Linked DNA regions of Mus musculus: region 1 is linked to region 2. Evidence: chromatin contacts called from public HiChIP or PLAC-seq data. All regions are on one chromosome and are shown on one strand. Each heading gives the region's core, a stretch centred on a gene start, on an enhancer-like site or on the middle of the called end of the contact. The rest is flanking DNA. Distances are from core to core; before and after follow the strand shown.

What was found. HiChIP or PLAC-seq counts read pairs in DNA pulled down with a chosen protein or histone mark.
Region 1: a FOXA1 HiChIP or PLAC-seq map of pancreatic cancer cells shows a contact between it and region 2. The contact joins the promoter of Gjb3 here to the promoter of Adprhl2 in region 2. A contact is called at or near these places in 2 of 39 promoter capture datasets (embryonic stem cells and pre-B cells) and 1 of 115 datasets of contacts at active chromatin or transcription factors (pancreatic cancer cells).

Annotation. Positions count from the first base shown.
Region 1 is chr4:127,326,562-127,333,159 of GRCm38.p6, forward strand. It overlaps Gjb3 (gap junction protein, beta 3), which reads right to left and starts at 4,275. Exons shown (of 2, transcript NM_001160012.1): 1 at 3,941-4,275; 2 at 1-210. The coding sequence starts at 176. Gm40251 (a long non-coding RNA gene) reads left to right here and starts at 2,802. Exons shown (of 4, transcript XR_868156.3): 1 at 2,802-3,574; 2 at 5,327-5,430; 3 at 5,781-5,903.
Region 2 is chr4:126,318,011-126,324,356 of GRCm38.p6, forward strand. It overlaps Adprhl2 (ADP-ribosylhydrolase like 2), which reads right to left and starts at 3,693. Exons shown (of 6, transcript NM_133883.2): 1 at 3,432-3,693; 2 at 389-485; 3 at 1-181. The coding sequence starts at 3,660. Tekt2 (tektin 2) reads right to left here. Exons shown (of 11, transcript NM_001357262.1): 5 at 6,220-6,346; 6 at 5,629-5,772; 7 at 5,347-5,461; 8 at 5,110-5,217; 9 at 4,810-4,953; 10 at 4,562-4,641; 11 at 4,111-4,409. The coding sequence ends at 4,196.

The DNA of each region.
Region 1 (6,598 bases), core at 3,025-5,524, 1.0 Mb after region 2:
CCGGGTTGCCTGGTGTTACAGTCAAAGTCTTTTTGCTCGTCACCCCACACACGCTCGGCAGCCACCACATACACCAGCACCCGGAAGACGAACACTACTGACAGCCAGATGCGCCCAAATGCCGTGGAGTACTGGTTCACGCCACTCAATAGGTCTTGGAGCTTCTTCCAGTCCATGGTGCCTGCTCAGGGTTCGGGGGGCTGTGCCCACCTGAGGGAACAATGGAGAAAACCATTATGGTAGTGATTCACTTGATTTATATATATATATTGCTTCTGGATATATGTCATTGTTCATGTATGTGCACATGTCAGAGTCCAGAAGAAACAAAGTACAAGCCTTTAATCCCTGCACTCCAGAGGAAGAGGCAAGTGGATTTCTGTGAGTGCGAAGCTGGCCTAGTTTACATGGTGAGTTTCAGGGCAGCCAGAGCTCTATCATGAGAACCTGTCTTAAAAAAAAAAAAAAAAAAAAAGGTTAAGCTGGGCAGTGGTGGCGCACACCTTTTATCCCAGCACTTGGGAGGCAGAGGTGGGCGGATTTCTGAGTTCTAGCCAGTCTGGTCTACAGAGTGAGTTACAGGACAGCCAGGGCTATACAGAGAAACCCTGTCTTGAAACCAAAAATAAAATAAAATAAAATAAAATAAAATAAAATAAAAAAATAAAAAAGGTTAAAGGTGTGCGAGTGCCACCACATCCAGCCCTCACTGAACCCTTCATTGGGTGGATCGGGTTAGGCATCACAAGGCTCCTAAGAACCGAGGACTTTCATTCTTCCCACGTGTAGACAGACAGGCAGGCAGACAGACAGACACTGTGGCTCATGGAGAACACATGACTCACCCAAAGTCACCGAGCCAGAGTGCAGTGGCACACAATGACCCTTTACTGTGAGTCAGGGACTCAATATGCAGATTCTCACTTAACACTTCATCAGGGTATCCTTAAGTGGATCCTGCTCCCCTCCCAATTTATAGATGGAGAATCTGATAATCAAACGACAGTGACGGGCAAGGCACAGAGAGCTCACAATAAGTGATAAATGCTGGTGACTCATTACTGCAGGGTGCAGGAAGCCAGGCACTCGCTGCTGAAGAGATTGGACTTAGGTCCATGTACTCCTCCACCTCCCATCCCTTCCCGAGGCCCACCCAGACCACGGGGATGGGGGTGGGGTGTTTCCCCACCTCTTTTCTTTTCAGACAGCATCTCAGACTAGCTTTGAGCTATGTGGCCCAGGAGAACCCCGAAATTCTAACCCTCCATTCTTTTCTTCCTGAGTGCTAGTATTACGAGAGTGTATCACCATGTCCAGTTTTATGCCATATTGAGGCTGGAAGCCCAGGCTCTGGGCATTCTACCCAAGTACTGAGTTACATTCTGAGCCACAAGCCACGGTTTTTGAAAATTACTTCCTCATTGATGTCGCAACAGCATCCTGCAAACTTGGGGGTTGTGAGCCCCAGGAGACTGAGACTAGAGAAGACCTGTTAACTGGTTTTTTGTTTGTTTGTTTTAATTTTAATTTTATGTGCATGAGTTTTGCCTGCATGCATTTCTATGCTCCGCATGTGTGCCTGGCGTCGGTGGAGGCAGGAGTTGGGTGTCAGGTCCCCTGGAACTACAGTTACAGAGGGTTGTAAGCTGCCTCGTGGGTACTGGGATCAAACCTAGGTGCTTTGGAAGAGCAGCCGGTGCGGTGCTCTTAAACGTTTAGTCTCCCCAGATCTGAAACCTGCTAATGTTACAATCAGTGGCAGTAAAGACAGGGAGGTTTGCGTCAGGAGAGAGATGCAGAGGGGTTTGGGTCTGTTTCCCGGGAGAGACCAAAGTTCATGTGGTTATGTAGAGACAGCAGGGCTTGGGGGATTCTAGCCAGCCCGAGCAGTGCTGTTAGCCATGGCTTTGTAGGGCTAATGGGTCAGAGACCTCATCTTCCTTCCGTTCTAAGTGACTCAGAGGGTGTAGACAGGTGGATCTGCTGAGAGTCCCTGGGAATGGCATGCAGATAGGGGTGTGAGAGTATGTAGCTCTCCCCGAGCCTGTGTGGACCTGGATGTACACGTGAGTGCTTCCAAGTCTGTTGGGATGCCTGCTGGATCACCAACCACCTCAGCCCAAGCTATATCCTTGTCCATCTTCCCGCCTCGGTCCTTCATAGGCCTTTGAGATATTCTCTGCACTCTGTAGCTCATGAAATCATGGTTACATCCCTCCCTTCTTAAAACTTGTTACTAGGGGCTGGAAAGATGGCTTGGTGGTTAAGAGCGCTGACTGCTCTTCCGAAGGTCCTGAGTTCGAATACTAGCAACCACGTGGTGGCTCACAACCATCCGTAAGGAGATCTGGAGCCCTCTTCTGGAGTGTCTGAAGACAGCTACAGTGTACTTACATATAATAAATAAATCTAAAAAAAAAAAAAAACCCAAAAAACTTGTTACTAGTTCTTACCTCCAAACCCAAGTCTATAGTCCCGGCATTCCCCAGCCCCCTGACACACACATACTCTTACCTTGCCTCTCTCTGCTCAGACCTGGCCTTGATTCCTCCCGCCTGGAATGCTCTTCCTTTCTACCCTACTCATTAAGGAGGCATCTCTGTTCCAATATCCCCTTAGGGTCTGTTCTCAAATTACTTCGAGTCTGAACCCGCCCTGGTCAGTCTGTTCCTGTTTCCCTTGGTTTTAGTAGCCCTCAAACTCAATTTGCAATTTAAACCTTGGTCTTTTGTTTGTTTGTTTTTGTTCCCATTTATCATCTGCCTGTCCAATTAACATGCCTACTTGACTGGCTGGCTGCTTCAAGTTTGGTATCACTCAGTGTTCATTCAGTAGGCACTGGATTTGCACACTCAATTCAGAGCTTGAGAGTGGAGTTCTCAGAGAGGCTGTGGGAGGGCTGGGCAGAACGGCAGAGGACCAACCGAGCCAGGAATTAGATGGCAGTATTGCTGCCCTCCACAGGGTCTGTCTTTTGAGAATCTCAGTTCTCGACTAGATGGGGGTATCTGGGAAGCCCTAGAGCGTGAAGACCCTTATGGGTTTGGTCCTGGCACTTACTTTTAAACCTTCCAGGGAGGGCCAAAGATTAGCACCTGGATTCTGACCCCCCAGGAAATGCCAGGACTGCGTTTACTAGCTGGGAGAAATCCAAGAGAATTCTGTAATGTCGCTAACCCTGTTCCTTATCTCTTATCTTGGATTACTGCAAGAATCTTCGACTGTTCCCTCCCCAGCCGGCTCTTCCTGGGAGTGCTCAAGGAGAGTGAAGGGGAGGAGGAGTTCCTTCCACCCGGTACCCCCTAAGGATGCCACGTCTGGGGCTCCCCATTTTGGTGCAGGCTACCTAGTCCCTTCTAAGACACACCCCGAGACAGACTCACCTGAAAAGAATTTCTCGCCTAGCCCGTGCTGAGGACTGGCAGAGCCGGTTCTGGATCCCCTGTTGCCCCCCAACTCCCGTTTCCAGCTACTAGAACGATTATTACTATTTTTTTAATCCAGTTTTTATCCAGCTGCGGGACCCAACCGCTCCATCTCTTTCTACCCCGCAGCACTGTGGCTGGCCCCAAAGGTATAGCTCCCCTCTTGGGCCCCGGGCCCCGTTTCCTTCCTTTCTAGACAGTTTGGGAGCTTTGTGAACCTGTGACTCGCGCGCGCGCGCGCGCGCGTGCGGGTGTGTATGTCCCCTTCTGTGAACCTTCCAGTGTCCGGAACCGCCACCTGCTCCAGAATGCTGGTGTATGTATGAGTGTGTGGGGTGGAAGTGGGAGTGGGGGCGGGGAGCAGAGCTTTGGGTTAGGGTGCTCCTTCCCTGCGCTTCTGCAGCATTAAATCTCCATGCTGGGCGCGTGGGCAGGCCCCAGTCCAGCCCCCCAGGGGATCCCCATAGAGAGGGGTTCTCAGCTGCCTTGGATTGTCGCCCCTTCCCGGTACTTACAGTCAGCGGCGCCGCCACCGTGGGAGCCTGGCTCCACGTGCCCAAGACCCACAGCAGAGGAGGAACGAGGCGGGAGCCAAGCCGAGCTCTGTGGCCTCGGTGAGGCTCCTGGCCAGCACAGCCAGAGGCAGCGTGGAGGAGGGGCGGCCGGGGAGGAGCCCGGAGTCGCCTCAGGGATGCAAGTTCTAATCCAGGAGCAGCTGCGCTGACTAGGGAACAGCAGGCTCCTTTGCGGAGGCTCCGCGTGCTCGCCTGTGGAATGGGGGCATTGGTGGCCACTGGCAGGGCTGTTGCAAGGACTGCAATGACATTAGGGTGTGAAACACCTTGCAAACTGTTAAGTGCCGTGGCAGTAGGGATGGCAATAAATGACACGCCTACGCTGGTTACCACGGATACCCCGTCTGCGCCCTGCCCATTTGGATCCCAGCCTGCTGCAAAGTTTCAAAGTTTTCGTACGCTCTTGGGGGCCCCCCTCCCGCCCTGTTTGCATCCCTGATGGCATTTTCCAGGGAGGCAGTGTATCTTTGAGACAGTCTTTCGGGGCTCACACTGTGCTGGCCACCGGAAGGGACACAACCAGGAAAAGAAATCTCAGGGGCAAGGATGGTGTTTGGAGAGATTTTAGATGACCCAGTCTGCCCAAAGGAGTGTGAAGCAGGGTGGGAGGCCCAGCTTGTGAAGGGTGGGAGACCTGCGCTTGAGGGGCTCTGGAGACTAAGATGTTCAGTCTTATTCGTGGGCCAGGACTGAGATCCTAAAAGCCCTATCGCCCCAGGAACGGAAATCCAGGGTTTCCCTGGGATCCCCAGATCTTACTCACAACCTTGCCCGAGGCTTCACTGTCTAGACAGAGATGACTGATGCCCGACCCTGGTAACCATTCATTCCACTTGCTGGGACGATATCCATTGATGCGGGCTTCTGATCTACAAAAGGCAGCCTACATTAGGAGGCTCTGTTACTGTCTCCTACTACCCAGAAGGATTCCCGTTCGCCTGAGCGGAGCGCCTGAGACAAGGTTGCTTCTCTTAGGAGCTGCATATCATTCATACAGCACGCAAAGGAAAGATCTCTGATCTACATTGAAAAGAGAAAAGGAGAGGCCCCGAGATAAACCCAGGGACACATAGAAGTAACAGAGCCAACTCCAGGGACCTCAGTGACGTTGGCATTGGCTACGGCAAAGCCCTGTGGCAGAGGCTACCTTGTGCTTGCTATGGGCAGAGCAATTATCAGCACTATGGCTGGGCAGTGCCAGTTTTGTTGTTGTTGTTTTTTTTTTTTTTTTTTTTTTTTCTGGATGACTCTGCTAATGTGCCTGGGTGATGGGATTGGGGGACCCTGACCCTGCCACCTGCTGCTCATTCTCAATTATTTCCCTAGACTTCAGAGCAAAATGCCTGGTCCCATTTCCTCACCTCCCACTCATGCTTCAACCCACCAGAAGATTTCTGTCCCTGCTGTGCTACAAGAAAAGCCTTGTCAAGGTAACTCTGATCTCCACGATGCTAAATCCCACACAGTAATAAATCCGTGACCTCCTGAAACAGCTGTCACAGAGTCCCGCCTTTCTTCTTGAAGCACCTTCCACCCCCAGCTTCCTTGACACCCATCTCATTTCCTGGTCCCTGGGATACCTTCCATCAGGCCTGTACTGTGGGTGCTCTGGGCCAGGCCCAGCATCTCCTGTCCCAGGTGAGCTCACCCAATCCTAGGGCCCTACCACCCATTCACTGACATGCTCCTGTGTTCACGGCTGGCACTAACAAACACTAGATTGTGCAACCACGACTGCCCACATGTCCACCAGGCTAATAGGTTCTGGTTCTCCTTCCAGAATAACCTGTACATGTTCAAGTATGAGGAGACTTCCTATAACCCATGGAGGGTGCCGTGTGTGCTGCTGTGGGCTTTGTTCCTGCCGGGAGACGGAGTGCTCTCTTTTGCCGTTTTTAAAGAGGTGAATTGTGTTTATACTATAATATGTCCTAAGTCCATCTCACATTGACAGGAGCTAAGGCCGCTTCCAGTTCTTCCTTTGAGGGCTAGGCATATGTGGCTCAGTTGACAGAGCACTTACCAGTCCTTCCCACCCCCTCGTGCTTGCTCTCTCCCATTGTCCCCTCCCTCTTCTTTTCTTTCCCTTCCCACTTATCCTTTCTCCTTCCTCCTATTGCAACACATTTCCTTAAATAAATACTATTTGACCTATCTTATTTCTCTGTCTCTTTCTGTTTGTCTCTCTCTCTCTCTCTCTCTCTCTCTCTCTCCCCCTCTGTGTGTGTGTGTGTGTGTGTATACATTTGGGAAAATGCATGCTTGCTTGAATCAAGGTCAGAGGACAACCTTGAGTGGCAGGCCTCTTGTTTACTGCTTTGTGTACCAGGCTGGCTGGTCTGTGAGCTTTCAGGGAGTCTCCTGCCCACCTCCCTGCCCCCAGCAGCGGTGCTGGGATTACAGATGTGTGTTTGGTTTTGTGTGGGTCTGGAGGATCTGAACTTGGATCCTCATGCTCGCTCTACAAGTTCCTTCCATACTGAGCATGTCCTCAGCCTGAACTCATTGAAAATGGTGTCCACAGGAGCTGGTGGACTAAGGTGACGGCTGGTACTGTTTTGATAGATATTGCTAAGTCCCCCAAGGATGCATTAGTTG
Region 2 (6,346 bases), core at 2,443-4,942:
GGCCAGCGAGATGCCTGCTACCCGCATGGCACCCCCATTGCCATAGGAACCCTTCCCGTTGAACTGGGCCCGGGCAGGCTCATAGACATCACGGCACTTGGGATTCAGGAGTTTCTTGAAGACAGTGATGACTCCGGCCCCATACCCTCTGTCAGGGTCCTTCTTGTATTCCTGGGCAAACCTGGTGAAGAGAAGGGAGGCAGATGAGAGTTTCAAATGTGCCTCTCGGGGCTAGAAGAAAAGGCTGGGCTGGGTTGGAAGGTGCTAGGTGCCTAGGGAGCCTGTACCAACAGTGTTGTCAAATGTTTGGCTTGGGGAGCAGATGTGAGCCAAGGAAAGGGTCCTGCTGAGGAAGGGGTGCTGAGTACATACAGGTCCTGCTCCTCACCTGTGAGCCATGTCCACCTCGTCGAAGGCCTCCTTGGCCAGCAGGGACTGCACCAGGGCCCTGGTCATGGCAGTGTCATCTGTGTAGTACAGTGTCTCTGCAAGGAAGAAGGTGGAGGGGTGAGAGCCACCCACAGGGCTGCGGTGGGTGGAATGAATGCTTGTTCCTCTTGGTGGTCCAGCAGCTGACCTCTACGATGACCTCATTGTGACCTCTTACCCCTTCCTCCTGAAAGCCAGGAAGTCTTCAGACCTCAGCCTTGGAACTTCAGCAACTGTTTCTAACAAGGCAGGCATGTATATACTGTATACACTATAGTGTAATACACTGTAGCTATCTTTAGACAGATCAGAAGAGGGCATCAGATCTCATTACGGATGGTTGTGAGCCACCATGTGGTTGCTGGGATTTGAACTCAGGACCTTTGGAAGAGCAGTCAGTGTTCTTAACCTCAGAGCCATCTCTCCAGCCCTGATTTCTGAAGGGAAACTTTCCACTCCCTTCCTCCCTCCCTCCTCAGCATCTTAGCCTGCTTGGACTATATGCTTTCCACCTCCAGTGTGGCTTTACGCACTGCCACAAATTCTTTTTTTTTCCGAGACAGGGTTTCTGTGTGTAGCCCTGGCTGTCCTGGAACTCGAACTCAGAAATCTGTCTGCCTCTGCCTCCCAAGTGCTGGGATTAAAGGCGTGCGCCACCACTGCCTGGCTGCCACAAATTCTTAAGTAGGACATTGCCTCCTTTTCAATTCATTCGATCTGTACACAAGTCTCTTCCAGTTTGCTCCCATCCTTTCCCATCTTCCATCTCATGGCTCCCCTGCAGGCTCAGGACCAATCAATCCTAGCACTTGGCTCAAACCCTTGCAGCTAGGTCTGCTCCCTACCCCCACCCACCTCATCTTCATCTCCCCTAGCTTCCGGTATTCTGGAATCGCCTCCTCCTTTCAGTTTGTGTTTGGATGGGTATGTCTGCCTTCATGCTCTTAACTGCTGAATTATCTCTGCAGCCCCCTTTGTTTCTGAGACAGAGAGGGTCTCACTGTCAGTAGTCCTATCTCGCCCAGGGCTGTGTAGACCAGGCTGACCTCAAACTTGCTGACATATTCCCACCTCTTTCTTGTAAGTGCTGGAGTGCTGGGGGGTGGGGGTGGTGGTGTCACATGTGTGTGGCACCACATTCATATTCTGGTACTTTTTTTTTTTTAACCCCTCAAGACAGGGTTTCTCTGTGTAGCCCTGGCTGACCTGGAACTCACTCTGTAGACCAGGCTGGCCTCAAACTCAGAAATGAACCTGCCTCTGCCTCCCGAGTGCTGGGATTAAAAGAGTGCGCCCAGCCCTACTCTGATACTTCTAACATGCCACACTCAAAGAGGCTACTAACCTGCTAGGACAGGACCTTTGCTTCACTGAGAGAAGACAGTTACAGAGAATGGACTCGTCTAATGAGTGCCTCCCGGATCCTTCAGATAGCCAGTCCACTCCCTCCTTGTTGTTCAAACTCCATTTCCCCTCTTCTCAGGTGGCCCCTGTGTCCCACGTTCATAGCTGTAAACACATTCCTAGTCTTTGCCAGCCTGGTCATAGGTAAAGGTCACCCTCGCTCACTGGGGTCAGGTGTTGCTCTTTGCCCTTCTCTCTATATGCTCAGCACATGTCTGTGAGTGAGGGGGCACTGTGTGTCCTCCCTCCTTTTGCTCTGTGCCCTGGTCTTCCTGAGGGAGCCGTTCTTCTTTAGTCCTAGCTGGAGGACTGACCTCCTGCCTAGTTAGACGGCAACTTGAAGGCATCCATCTCTTATTGCCAGTCCCTTATGTAGGACTGGGCTCCAGACTCAAGTTGCAATGTTCGTAGAGTTGGAGCAAAGGAGAATCTCTCTCGTTCTCTCTCTCTTTTTTTAAAGATTTATTTATTTGTTATATGTAAGTACACTGTAGCTGTCTTCAGACACCCCCAAAAGGGCATCAGATCCCACTGCAGGTGGTTGTGAGCCACCATGTGGTTGCTGGGATTTGAACTCAGGACCTCTAGAAGAGCAGTTAGTGCTCTTAACTGCAGAGCCATCTCTCCAGCCCCAAGGAGAACCTCTTCTGCAGTGTTACTGGGACCATACTGTAGGAAAAGGAGACTGCCAAAGTGAGCTCCCCCCAAAGGGAAACTCAAGGCCAAGAGGAACCAAGCAAGCTAGTTAGGAGTTGAACTCCTGGACTTAGCACTGCTGGAGGCCAGAACTTCCTTTGGACTCTGTCAGTTCTTTCCACTCAGACCCTCTTAAAATGTGTTTCCTGCAGCCACAGGGTCCCAACTACCACTCAACCTAAAACACACCTTTTTTTTTTCCATCTTACCAAACCATAATGAAATAAAATTTGTCTTATCTCTGCTTCCTTTAACACCCGTTTTCCATGTTCTCGACCAACTCGACATGGTTTTCTGGGTCCAGACTACCCTGACTTTTCTGTAACACACCAGTGTCCTAGTCTTGAAATTCTTTCCTCTGGTTTTGTTACCATCCTTCCTACTTCTCGGCACACCCCGTCCTTCCTCGCTCCTTCCCCTACCTCTAAATGCCTCTTAACTCGTGGAGTCCTCTGGGGTTCTGACGACGGCCCCCTTCTACTATGTTACATGCTCTTCAAGAAGAACCAAGTCTTCTACTGACATCTGACCTGGAATCTGAGGACAAGCTGCGTTTGCAAGCGAAAGGAAGGGACATGTCTTAACAGGCTAGGGACAGCCCTCGCCGACGCCCACATCGGGCCAGCAGTTTGAGAAAGCTGGTCACGACGGAACTGGCCACGCGGGAACTGGCTCTAGCCAAGGTTTTAGGCGAGGCCTGCGCTCTGAATGTGGTCATGGCTGGAGACCTACAACCACGGAGAGCTGGAGCAAACCGATTCGATCCAGGGGCCTTCAGCCTCGTGACTTCGTGGGAGCTCGCCGCAGGAGCCTCCACCTCGGCAGCCTAGTCTGCGCGCGCGCCCCCGAGTCTCGGTCCCCTCGCCCAGGGGTGGGGACCCGATCGGTGGTGCCCCGCCCACCTGTCCGCGCGCTGCCCGGCGTGCCCGGGTCCGGCTCCAGGCTCTCGACGTGACTCAGGACTGATGCCAGGCTGACGGTATCGTGTGCCTCGTAGACAGCGCCCACGCAATCTCCCAGCAGCGCGCCCGCCAGGCAACCTCGGAAGCGCGAGATGGAGCGGGCCGCACTTGCCCCGCCGCCCCCCGCCGCCGACATCGCTGTAGCTGCTGCCGCCGCAGCCACCGCCATCCGCGCGCGGACTAGTCGCCACTTCCGGCATCGATGCTGCCGCCTCTTTGGTCGTCTCTTCCCCGCGGCCCCACAGCGCCCCCTTGTGGCCCGGAGTCTCAGCCTACGTCCTACCCCACAGCGCCACTCAACGGCTGGGAGTCTCAGCGCCCCATAAGTACTCGCACGCTTCGCTTTGGCGCTCCCTACCTTCTCATTTGTAAATGGCACCACAAATGCGGCCGACAGCTCCCTAAAATCCCGCGGAGGACCCTTTGAAAAGCACCTGAACAAGAATGTTGCCCACTCAAAGCCACTGCTGCCCGCGGGCGATCACCTGTATCTTTACACCCGTATTCCTTCTGGAGTCGCTTTGGACTCGACCCCTATGAAGTCTAGGCGACTCCATCGCTCAAGTGGACTGTCTCACTCGGTCAGCCACTCTCATGGGGTAGCAGAAAAGAGCCTGGCTTGAGAACTCCATTTTTATTATTTTACTGTCCCCTCACTACTCCCCCCTCCCACCAATCTTGTGTCTTCCCTCAGCCGCCAAAGCCTAGGTTAGCTCCAGCTGGCAGATTTTGAGTGGACTCAGTGTGCGGTTTGTCGTGCGCGTGAAGGTGTCCACCTGGGGCACAAATTTCTCAGCCGGCACCGTCAGCTTGCGTCGGGTGTCCATACACTTGGTGTCCAAGAGCAGGGTGTTGGTCTTGCACGCGATATCAGCCTGTATCCGGGCCAGGTGCTTGAACAGGGCATCCAAAGCGTTCCTGTAACGCAAAGCATCGGGAGCTCAGAGCCCTACATCAGGCTGCAGGGGCCAGGACATCTCACCAGCATAAAGCCCAGAGAGACCAGCAGGCACTACGGCCCCATGGTTGAGCAGTGCCCCCCACTATTCCTGCCCACTCTCTAAACCTACTGTGTTTGGGCCAGCTTCTGCTTCATGGTATTGATGGTTGCCTCTAACTGGTGGACTTCATCAATGAGGCCATACTGTGTCTGAAGACAGAGGGGCAGGATGGGGTTTTCAGTTCAGCCGCAAGACCCTTCAGCTGGTCGCATAACTGCCTTGGACCAGAATGCTTGTTCCACAAGAAACGTGCGAAGAGGGGTAATACTGAGGTCTCCTTAGCAGACAGGGGTGGTCCCCACCGGGGCCCCTTGTACCTGGTCCCGGCAGAGCTCCACATTGGACCGGTAGGTTCTGGACTCCAGCCGGGTATGTGCAAGCTTCAAGTTCATCATCTTTCTACGCAGGTCCTCCTCCAGGCGCCGAATGTCTCCCTGCAGCTCGGCTATCTCTTCTAAGGTCTGTGGCAGACATTACTGTTCTCCACCGGCAAGACTCACACTAGGGCTCCCAACTGAAGCTTCAGGGCAGGGTTCCTTATGCCCTGCCTCACAGCATGGTGGGAAAGGCAGGGTGGTGGGGTTGGGGGAGGGTAAGGGGGTGGTGGTGACACTCACATTTTTCTCTTGCCACTTGAGCTCACTGTAAAAACTCTCCATTTCCCGAAGCCGCTTCCTGAAGGTGAATTCTGTTGCAACCCTCTGAGCGTCCAGTTCATTGTTGGTCTGCATGAGGAGGGTGAGCCAGGCCAGAAGAGGGTGTCATGGCCTTGTGAGATTGCTGTTTGAAGTCAGGGAAGGGCTAACATGTGGTCAGTGTGGAAAGAAAGACAGAGGTGAGTTGGGCTTAGTCACCTGAGCAATAGCTAGGGCAATGGCTTCCCTCAACTCTATGGACGCTTTCATTTCGGCCTCTGCCCGGTTCTTGTTGAATCGAGTAAATTCATCCCACTGCTGCAGTGTGGTGGAGCTGTGGAGGCAAGCAAACAATGGGGGTCACTGGGGCACACAAGGAAACGATGGGGTCACAGGGACACACAAGGAAACAATGGGGTCCTAGGGACACACAAGGAAACAATGGAGGTCACAGGGACACACAAGGCACACAGAAAGGACTGACTGAAACACTGGTCTTACTCTTTGGGGATGCGTGTGGGGTTGACTTTCAGAGAGATGTTTGGGGAAGTGAGGTTGAGAGAGAGGCAGCCCCTGTCGATCTCCAGTGTCTCCATTTTGTCCCGGTGGTCAGAGTTGAGTTGCTGCCGAATTTCCTGCAGGAGACTGGAGAAGGAGAAGACACTGGAGCCATGGCTCCCAAGGACCAGGACGCGAGCCTCACTGGACTGCAGGGATACTGAAGGTTTGTGGTATGTGTGTGTGCGCGCATGCTTGTGTGTGTGTGTGTGTGTCTGTGTGTGATGCATGTGCTGCTGCATCTAAGACAGAACAGCCTTATGAGTGTCCCTCAGAGTGTACCTCAGTCACAGGTATGTGACTTCACATGCACGCATGAACATTTACAATAAGGGGGCCAAGATCAATGGTGGAACTTTCAGCCGCGGAACAAAGGCTGCCTAGGTTCCTGACAATGAGTAGGCCTTGGAAAGCAAGTCCTAAATGACCAATATCTCCTGCCAGAAGGCTGTGAGGGACAGAAAGTATCATCCAGCAAGTCCCATGATGCCCCCGGGTGCATGTGAGTGTGCTCCGGTCGCCCCCCCGCCTCACCAGAGGTGCTGGAAGGCCTGGCTGATCTTCTCCTGTAGGACCTTCTTGGTGGCTTCAATGACTTCCACCTCTTTCAGCAGCTCTTCCTCCACAGGGTCCCTCACCACATCAATGTCTCGCCGGCTCT